3 separate regions of the Pan troglodytes genome follow, and regions 2 and 3 are each linked to region 1. The links are chromatin contacts, called in public Hi-C and HiChIP or PLAC-seq maps. All regions are on one chromosome and are shown on one strand. Each heading gives the region's core, a stretch centred on a gene start, on an enhancer-like site or on the middle of the called end of the contact. The rest is flanking DNA. Distances are from core to core; before and after follow the strand shown.

Region 1 (3,225 bases), core at 287-2,786:
CTGTTTCTTTACTTGTAAAATGGGCATTTCTGGGTTCAAGTTCCTTCTGACCAGGATGTTCTGGGGATATGAATTTCTGCTGTCTCGTGGCAGGCCTGAATCACAAATATTTTTTCCCAGATATGGAACTGTATTGCAGGTGGGCTTTGCGTGTTTCCAGGACCCCTGAGACTTTTCTTTTCTTTTCTTTTTTTTGAGACGGAGTTTTGCTCTTGTCGCTCAGGCTGGAGCGCAATTGCGCGATCTCGGCTCAGTGCAACCTCTACCTACCGGTTTCAAGCGATTCTCCTGCCTCAGCCTCCCGAGTAGCTGGGATTACAGGCATGCGCCAGCACGCCCGGCTAATTTTGTATTTCTAGTAGACACGGGGTTTCAGCATTTTGGTCAGGCTGGTCTCAAACTTCTGACCTCAGGTGATCCGCCCACCTCGGCTCCCAAAGTGCTGAGATTACAGGCGGAGACTTCTTCACCACTAGTTTCCCACTATGGGAGTCTGTATCCTTACCACCGAAGATAAGGTTGCATCATAGTCTGGCAATATTTTTTTGATCTTTAGACACAGTTCAATGAGAGGTATTCGAAGCAGTAAAAATGAATCACATTCCAACTACTGACTTTTATTAAAAAGAGTACTATCAGATGAAAATAGTTTTCACACTATTATATAAAAAGACCCATTTTACTTACCCTAAGGCTAAGATCAATTAACAGAACCCCTGGGATAACAGCCCAGGCACCAAATCTGGCCTCAGAGTCGTCCTTGACTTCCCTAAACCGCTTTCCCCCATCTCAGATTCTGAGAATTTGGTTTCTGTCAAGATGTGCCTCTCCAGCCAGGCCTCTCCTGCCAGGACGGTGGCCACAGGGCCATCTCCCTCTCCTGGCGCCCCCAACTGCCTGGCCAAGGTGACTGCTACACACGTGGGGTCGCAGAATCCCTCGAGTCACAACGTCTTCAACGTCTTGTCAGTCCCCTGATCGCACTAAACGTATTTAAAGCCCCCTACTCCTTTAAGAGGGTCACCTCTGTGTACAGGCGGCCTCCTCGCACTAAGTGTGGTGGCGTTCAAGGCTCCGAGACACAGGCGCCTCCCGCGCCACTCCCCGGGCACAGGAACTCCTACTCATTCCTCAGTCATCAGCTCGAAGGTTTCTTCTCCAAGAAGCCTGCCCGGCACTCGAGAAGTAGAGCCGCGAGCCTTCTCCCGGGGGCCCAGCCTTCCCCAGTACGGGCAGGGATCACCCCGGGAGCCCGCGCCCGGCCCCGCTGAGGCCAGGGGCTCCTCGGAGGCGCGGAAAAGCCGGGGAACCAGCGCAGTTACGGCACACACGATGCGGGGCCTGCACAGATGCCGGGCGCCCGATCCTCAGTGGCAAAATAGAGACTCCGCGGAAGAGACACTGAGGTGGGGGAGGCTGCGGGGATCCCATACCGCACTCCAGGTGCCAGGCTCCGCCCCGCCCCTGACGGCGCTTCCGGATCCGGCGGGTGCCGGAAGTGGGCGGGCGGCGACGGCTGCGCGCGGAGGCGGTGGAGGAGGTGCTGCGAGCAGCCGGGCAGCCGCTTCCCGCCCCCGAGCAGGAGCCGGTGCGAGCGGAGCAGAGCCGAGGTCGGGCCGCGAGCGGAGCCGGCCGAGCGGGCGCCGAGCTCCCGCCATGGCCCGGAACACGCTGTCCTCGCGCTTCCGCCGGGTGGACATCGACGAATTTGACGAGAACAAATTTGTGGACGAGCAGGAGGAGGCGGCGGCGGCGGCGGCGGAGCCAGGCCCGGACCCGAGCGAGGTGGACGGGCTCCTGCGGCAATATCCTTCCCTGACGCGGCGTCCGGGCCTGCGCGCGGCCTTCTCACCTTCCCACCTTCCCACCTTCTCGGGCCCTTTCGGGCGGGCCTCCCCTGTCTCCGACCCCCGGCCCCCTCAGGTCAGCCTCCAGCTCCCTGCCGACCCGGCTTCCCTGGGCCGTGCTCCCTTGAGTCCCAGTCTCCCTGGGTCCCTCGTCCCCAGCCCTGGCGCCGCCTTCTGCAGCGCCGTCCCGCGGGTCCCTGGAGCCGGTGGACGGGCTCCCTCGGCACCCCCGCAGGTCCCGCGCCCTCTTCCCCCCTTGCCTCCTTGTCCCCTCACGCTGTCCCTTCCTGGGGGCCCCAGCACTCCGTCCCTCCCTTGCAGGAAATCGGGCCTATGGCGGGGCTGGGTCGGCGGCAGGGCGGAGGTGAGCCGCATCTGAGTAACCGAGTGATCGGGGAGGCTGGGGCGCGGTCCTCCGGGGCCCGATTGCTGCATGGCGTGAAGATAGGTGGGTGGACGGCTGTGGGGAAGACAGAACCCAGGAGGGAGTGGAGGCGGCCGCCGTATTTCAGCCCTGGGGTCTGAGGTTGTGCCTCTCTTCCCCCAGTCAGTCTAACCCTTCCGCTTAACGCTGAGAAAGGGGGACCCTGTGGTTCCTCTGGACACCTTGGTGGTCTCAGCCACGCTCAACAAGTGAGTCTTGGCTCCCCCCAGTACCCTTCTGGTGCAGGAAGCAGCGGAGAAAACTAGTAGTTCAGAGCTAAGAAAAACCAGACACCTTGAAGCGAAGTGTGAAAGTGGAGCCCCACGCCTGGAAATGACTGTTCTTGTGGCCACAGAAAACAGCATTTAGAAAAGATTAAAAATAGAGGTGATTGTCACAGCCTTGCTTGGTCCTTTAGCAGTATGAGCGCAGGAAACTGACTTATTCTCACCGGAAGGATTTTTTTTATTCAAATGGTGTTCCAGGAAGCATGTCCCCTCCCCCCGCACGGATGGGGGCAGGGTTGGAGGCCCATGCTGTACATAAATCAGGTTCTCGGTGTTGAACCAGTTGACTCAGCTTGGAAAGTGGGGCCTGCTGCTTTAGGGGGAGCCCGGCAGTGCTCCTGAGTGTGCCTTTAAACCGAAAACCTTCAGACTTGATTTGAACAGGAATGTGTTTTCCGAAGTGGAGATTCAAGCTTGTAATTCCTGCCCCATCAGGATCTCCCAATCCACCCTCCTTATGAAATGGGGTCAAGGGAAGGGTCCCCAGGAGGGAAGGTTGGTTGTAGTCTGGTATAGGGCCTAGCTCATGGACAGTCAGTGCTGAAAGGGGCTCCAGGGTCAGGCCTTTCGCCCAGGACCCTCATTGAACAGATGAGGAGATCAAGCCTGTCAGCTGCTGCCTTGGTCTGGGTGCAGAACCTTGTTGAAGGTCATGTCTTGGGACTCC
Region 2 (2,930 bases), core at 109-2,608, 280 kb after region 1:
CCAGGCTCAAATGATCCTTCTGCCTCAGCCTCCCAAAGTGCTGGGATTGAAGGCATGAGCCACCCCAGCCAAGATGAGCTTTTTAAACAGAGATGCTGGAGAAAATGAAATTATGGCTAAGGTTAAAAAAAAAAATAGCTGAGATCCTTACACAACATCAAAAAGTAAAAAAGTAGGATTTCTCAAGATTTCCCACATTATCTCAGATACCAAAAAAAAAAAAAAAAAAAAAATCGACTGTAGAGGTAGTAATTTGAAGTCCTCAAAAGAAAAATCATGCATGTGGTTATATTCTTTTAAAAGGGGGATAAATAAGAAACTTCATCTACTGACAGTATACAATTATGCAGTACGGCACAGGTGCAGCCAAGCAAAAAGAAAAACATGAAGCAAAATAGGAAGGCACTGCCTTACCTGCTTCTCCGTTTTCGAGGCGGTTTCTCCACTGTGCCAGTCAGTCTGCAGACCAAACAAATAAGACGGTAACTAAAAGTAACATACAAGAAAACATCTCCCGGCGCTACCGTGCCAGTCAAGAACTAAATAGACCACCCTCTGGGACCACAGGCTCGCCAAGCTCAGATCTGACCTTACAAACGCCTCATGCCCTGTTTCCCCTATTTACCAAGACCTAGCATTCCTGGGACTCACCGTTCCCCCAATTCTCCCTGAGCTCAAACCTTCCTGGTCCCTCACCCCATCCTCGACCCCTGCTCGTCACAGCCCAGCTCCCCAAAATCACCCACCTCCACCTACTCATTGTCTGCCTCGTCACCCCCGCAAGCCCCCCTAGCCTCCCCTTTCCTGTGCCCACCCGTTCCCGACCGTGCACTGCCCCCTCCACGCCCCGCCTCTCCGGGCCCGGCGACCCCCGCATTCCACGGCCCCTCCGGGGGCGCGCCCGCCTTGCCCCTCCCGGCCCCGCGCCGCCAGCCTCACCCCTCGGCGCCCCTTCCCTCACACGCCCCTCTCACCTGGCCTCGAGGAGGCGATCGCGCCCAGCCCGCGCCGCCGCCTGCAGGCGCCCCCAAGGTCCCCCCAGCCTGCACCCCCCGCCCCTCCGGTCTCTGCGCCCCGAATGCTCCACGGCCCCGAGCCGCTGCCCCTGGGCCCGCTCTCTGGCCCCCACCCCATCCCCAACCCCGGCCTCCACCCAGCCCCCGCACCTGGGGGGCAGGCGACTCCGCGGCTGCTGGGGCTGCCGGGCTCCTCTGACCATCCGGCTCCTGCTCCGCCGCGGGAGCTGCTCCGGCGGCCGCAGGGCTCGCTCGGGAAGCTGAGGCGGCGGAGGCTGGAGTAGGCGGAGAGGCGGGAGGAGGGCCTCGCGCCTCTGCCAGGCTTGCCGCGGGGCCCGCCTCCTCCGCGCCTCTCCTCGGTTCCCATTGGCTAGAGCAGTAGTGTGGACGGAAATCTGTCAGTCGATTGGACGCTCGGCCCGTCACATCCCGCGCCGCCCACCCAGAGGTTTGGTTGAGACTGCAGGTGGCGGCGGAGGTGCCTTAGAGATTGCTAGCAGGGCCGGAGGAGACCCTAGCGCCACCATGCGCCTAAAAGTAGGAACTGCACCCCCGGCTCCAGACACCTGCCCCAGGTTCTCCTGGCTCTGCGTCCTGCATACCACACACCTGCTGGCGCCCCTCCACCTCTGCACCACGCCAGGACCGAAAACAAGCCCTGAAATCTCCCAATTTCCTCTAGCAGGTGAGACAGTGAGGCAACTCTCACAAACGTGTTTCCTTTTAAGCCACCTCGAATGCGATCCTTGTCCCTACATCTTGCTGAAATTGTCTCACAGCTCACAGCTACCCCCCAAAAAGGACCCAGCCAGAAAACTCTAAGAATCCACCAAAATAAAGCATGGTTTGGATGCTCAATCCTCTGCAGAAAAGCTCACTAGCTTGGGTGCAGGCTTTTAAGAAAGTAAGATTTTTTTTTAATTACCATGAAAGAAAAATCAGCACTACAAACAGAACCAATGCCATACTAAAAGCAACGTGTTCCATTTTGAAAGGCCTGGACAAATTTGATCCCTGAATGGAAGCTGACCATCCTGATTCTGTGACCACTGCAAGTTCTACACCAATTAATCAATTTTAAAATAAATTGTACTGTATTTTTTGACAAACAGGCATGCAAAACTGCCTTTCATAAGCATAGTTACCCTTCTTCTGCTTTAACAAAGCCATCCTTGAAAATAAGACTCAGCTCATTAACGTATTATAAAATTCTTGAAGGTGGGAAGGCCTCTCTAAATCTCTACTCCTGTGTGAACTTGTTTGGTATATCCTCAGCATCTGTTCAGAGTTGGGAGGAGGCATAAAACTTTCTCTTAAGTCACTTCCATTTTATTAGAACATCTTTTATGCCTCAATAATATGACAGCGTCGAGTAGTACATGTCAACATTGGGGTGGGGAAAATCTCTCATTGATTTCCATAAGCGGCAAAAATTAGGATACTAGTTTTTCACAAAACCAAATGTATTTGGTGTAAAGAGCTGTCTTTTCTTCTGAGATGGTCCTACCTACATCTTTAATGGTAAAATGACTTTCCATTTATGAAGTAATACTGACGGTAAATTGTAGTAGGATTTGAAAAATTGCTTTGAAAAAATGTCAAATCTCTGTTGGTCCCCCAAATTAGTATTTCATGTAATCCTAAAGTCACAGAACCACAAATCACCTCAATCTCAACTAACAGTTTCCACCCATATTATCAAGCCAGAGAGAGGAAAGAACTCCAGAATAATTTGTGTCAGACGAAGGGGGATCATCAACTCACTAGGGAAGTAATCTTGAAATATTTATTATATTCCTTATTAAAAATCCATTGCCTGCTTTTTAGCATCTTCCATAATTGACCAATCCTCACTGATATATGGCAGATATTGTCAATAAAACAGGACCTATTCATTTCTTACGCCTTCCCAAA
Region 3 (3,168 bases), core at 562-3,061, 450 kb before region 1:
TATTCTCAAAACGCCAGCCAAAACTCATAGCAAAAATATTGTGCTACACTTTCAGGATTTAAGAAAAGGTTTCTTAGTAAATGCTACTAATTGAATCCTGAGTAGTTAAGAATTATTCCCATTTTCAAGTGAGGCTCAGGTGTCGGGTAAATTCCTTGTAAATCAGAGCTAATCTGGAAAAAACCTGGATTAAGACTCAGGAATCTTTCCATTAAATTAGCCATCACTATCAATTTCCTTTTAAAACATGTTGCTTTTCTTTAAAACATGTTGCACCGGTAATCATTATCCCTTTTGACGTTTGCAACAATTTAAGGCAGGAGTTATCTCCATTTGATGCATCTGAAGGTGTCCCTGTGAGAAGGAAAGTGAGCTGCCAGAAGTTGGAATCAGCATTATAGAGTTCAAAGGTGAGACAGACCTGTCTGACCCCAAATCTCGTGATCTCCCATCACATACTTCAGCTTCCTAAACTAGTAATTAAGAAGCTAACTGACCTGTTTAAAAAAAAAAAGAAAGAAAGAAAAAACAAAACCTCAGCAAAGTGAGGAAAGAACATAAACTGTTAAGAAGCACACAAAACCTGACAAAAGCAGTCGCTCCTGAAAGACGGTCTCCTGATGTATTCTATAGTATTTGCCTTTCCAGACCGAGCCGGGAGAGACACAGGAAGCCAAGTGTTCTGATTCCTGTTGCCGGTTCAGTCACTGCTGCTCTTAGCCTAACCCGGCTTACCTTATAGACCACCCCAGCGATGGTCGTGCCAGTTTTCCGGGCCTTTGGAAGCTTGTATCCCCTCTTTGCAAAATCGGCTTCCAAGACGGCATTCCTAAGAGCAAATGAGAGAATCAAGTGTTGAAGGGCAGGACCACATCGCACAGCACTGGCATGAAAAGTGCCTAACAAAGAACTCAGGAAAGCTGCTACTTGTTTTCACGCCCATCTGTTTAATGAATCCTCCCACCATCAGCACTGTTCTCCCGTTTTCCAACGAAGACAGTCTCACAGAGGGGCCGTGACGTGCCTTAGGAGACGGAGATAAACGGTGGCCGAGTGCGCTGGGAAGGTGGGAGAGCAGACCTGGCTTCAGGAGAAACCCACGCCCAGGCCCTGATTCCCCTGAGTCACACTAGCCGCGGGCCACAGGCCCCGCCATGCACTCTTCCCTCAGAATTCTCGTATCACACCTTGGCCCAGCTCCCACCCGAGCACCGCACTCTTCTCCCTCCCTGAACCAAGCCCCAAGCAAGGCGGCACCTGCGGCAGTTATCAAAAGAGAAGCCTCCAACTGGTGGAGCATACACCGACACAGCCGCCATCTTCCCCAGAAAACAGTTCCGGGCCGGAGGCGGGTGCAAACAAAAAAAGCCGAGCACTTCCGGCGTCGCTGGCAACTGGGGCTGAAGGGGCGGGGCAAACGCCGCACTAGAACGATTGATCTTAGAGATTCTGGTTCCTAGAGAGGCCAGCGATGTGTGAAGTATATCGCCCCAAGTGGCACGGAGGAGAAAGTGACACCCGGAACCGGGAAAAGACTTGTCCAAGGTGAACGCACCAGCGACCAGGTCTCCTGCCGCTCAGACTGGACTTGTTTCTACCGTTAATTTGGTTCTGCGGTGCTTCAGAGACAGACACACCCAAGTCCCAGGCACAGCCCCACCACCCCCTTGCGTTAAGCAAGTCTCTTCAACTCTCTGAATCTGTTTCCTCCACTATCAGATGGAGATTACAACCTAGCTCAAAAGGCTGCTGTAGAATGGCCATTAAGTCTGTGAAAAGAGGCTCAACATGATTAGTCATAGGGTGAATGCAAAGCACGACCACAGTGAGATCCCACTTCGCACCCGCTAGGATGGCCATAAGCAAAAAGACAGAAAAGCGCAAGGGTTGCGAGAGTGTGGAGAAATTGGAACCCGAATACACGGCTGGTGAGAATGCAAAACGGTGCGGCTGCTCCGGAAAACAATTTGGCAGTTCCCCAAAAAGTAGTATCCTCTTAGATATGCACCCGAGAGGGTTGAAGACATGTATTCACAAAAACTTCTACAAAGGTGAGGTAGAAGGCAGGCCTCCATTCAGAGATGGGGCTGAGATACCTGACCAAATTGAGGACTAGCTAAAACAGGGCCTGGGCGGAAGCGGTCTTCCCTAAGACTTGCTCACCAGCCGGCCAAGTCAGTTTACCGTTGCCATGGCAACACTCGTGAGTTACCGCCCCTTTCCATGGCAGTGGCACCATAAATCAAAAGTTACTACCCCTTCCCTAGAAATGCCTGCATAAACCACCCCTTAATCTGCATGTAATTAAAAGTGTGTATAAATATGACGGCAAAACTGCCCTGACACTGCCTAAGAGGGTAACCCTGCTCTGCAGGAGCAGTCATGGGGCTGTAACGCCGCCACTTCAATAAAGCCGTTTTCTTCTGCCTCTAACTTGCCCTTGAATTCTTTCTTGGGCAAAGCCGAGAACCCTTGTGGGCTCAGCCCCACTTTGGGGCTTACCTGCCCTGCGTCAAAAGGGGTCTCATTGGCTGGGCGCGGTGTCTCACGCCTGTAATCCCAGCACTTTGGGAGGCCGAGGTGGGCGGATCATGAGGTCAGGAGATTGAGACCATCCTGGCTAACACGGTGAAACTCCGTCTTTACTAAAAATACAAAAACTTAGCCAGGCGTGGTGGTGGGCGCCTGTAGTCCCAGCTAGTCAGGAGGCTGAGGCAGGAGAATCGCTCGAACCAGGGAGGCAGAAGTTGCAGTGAGCTGAGATCACGCCACTGCACTCCAGCCTGGGCAACAGAGCAGAGACTCCGTCTCAAAAAAAAAAGGGGGGGGGGGGTCTCATTATTCACAATAGCCAAATAATGGAAACAAATGTCCATCCACTGATGAATGGATAAACAAAATATGGTAAATTCATTTAATGGAATATTATTAGGCCATAAAGAAGTCTGAAGCACAGATACATGTTACAACAGGGATGGACATTGAAAATATACTGAGGGAAAGAAGCCAGGCACAAAAGGCCACATAGTGTATCATTCCATGTATGTGAAGTGTCCTTAATAGGCAAATCCACAGACAGAAAGTAGATGTTTGGTTGCTAAGGGTTAGGGGAGGAGGAGAGAATGGATAGGACTGTTTAGTGGGTGCAGAGTTTTTGGAAAATGATGA

Evidence for each region. Hi-C and Micro-C count contacts between places; a contact is called where the count stands out from the background. HiChIP or PLAC-seq counts read pairs in DNA pulled down with a chosen protein or histone mark.
Region 2: a contact with region 1 is called in a Hi-C map of stem cell-derived neural progenitor cells, with 3 times the contacts expected there. The contact joins the promoter of SCAI here to the promoter of ARPC5L in region 1. A contact is called at or near these places in 1 of 7 Hi-C or Micro-C datasets (stem cell-derived neural progenitor cells) and 1 of 1 datasets of contacts at active chromatin or transcription factors (stem cell-derived excitatory neurons).
Region 3: an H3K4me3 HiChIP or PLAC-seq map of stem cell-derived excitatory neurons shows a contact between it and region 1, with 4 times the contacts expected there. The contact joins the promoter of PSMB7 here to the promoter of ARPC5L in region 1. A contact is called at or near these places in 1 of 7 Hi-C or Micro-C datasets (stem cell-derived neural progenitor cells) and 1 of 1 datasets of contacts at active chromatin or transcription factors (stem cell-derived excitatory neurons).

Annotation. Positions count from the first base shown.
Region 1 is chr11:13,589,947-13,593,171 of NHGRI_mPanTro3-v2.0_pri, reverse strand. ARPC5L (actin related protein 2/3 complex subunit 5 like) reads left to right here and starts at 1,536. Exons shown (of 4, transcript NM_001428024.1): 1 at 1,536-1,805. The coding sequence starts at 1,657.
Region 2 is chr11:13,314,450-13,317,379 of NHGRI_mPanTro3-v2.0_pri, reverse strand. SCAI (suppressor of cancer cell invasion) reads right to left here and starts at 1,358. Exons shown (of 18, transcript XM_528477.8): 1 at 1,167-1,358; 2 at 415-459. The coding sequence starts at 1,219.
Region 3 is chr11:14,038,723-14,041,890 of NHGRI_mPanTro3-v2.0_pri, reverse strand. It overlaps PSMB7 (proteasome 20S subunit beta 7), which reads right to left and starts at 1,811. Exons shown (of 8, transcript XM_520247.9): 1 at 1,258-1,811; 2 at 736-829. The coding sequence starts at 1,319.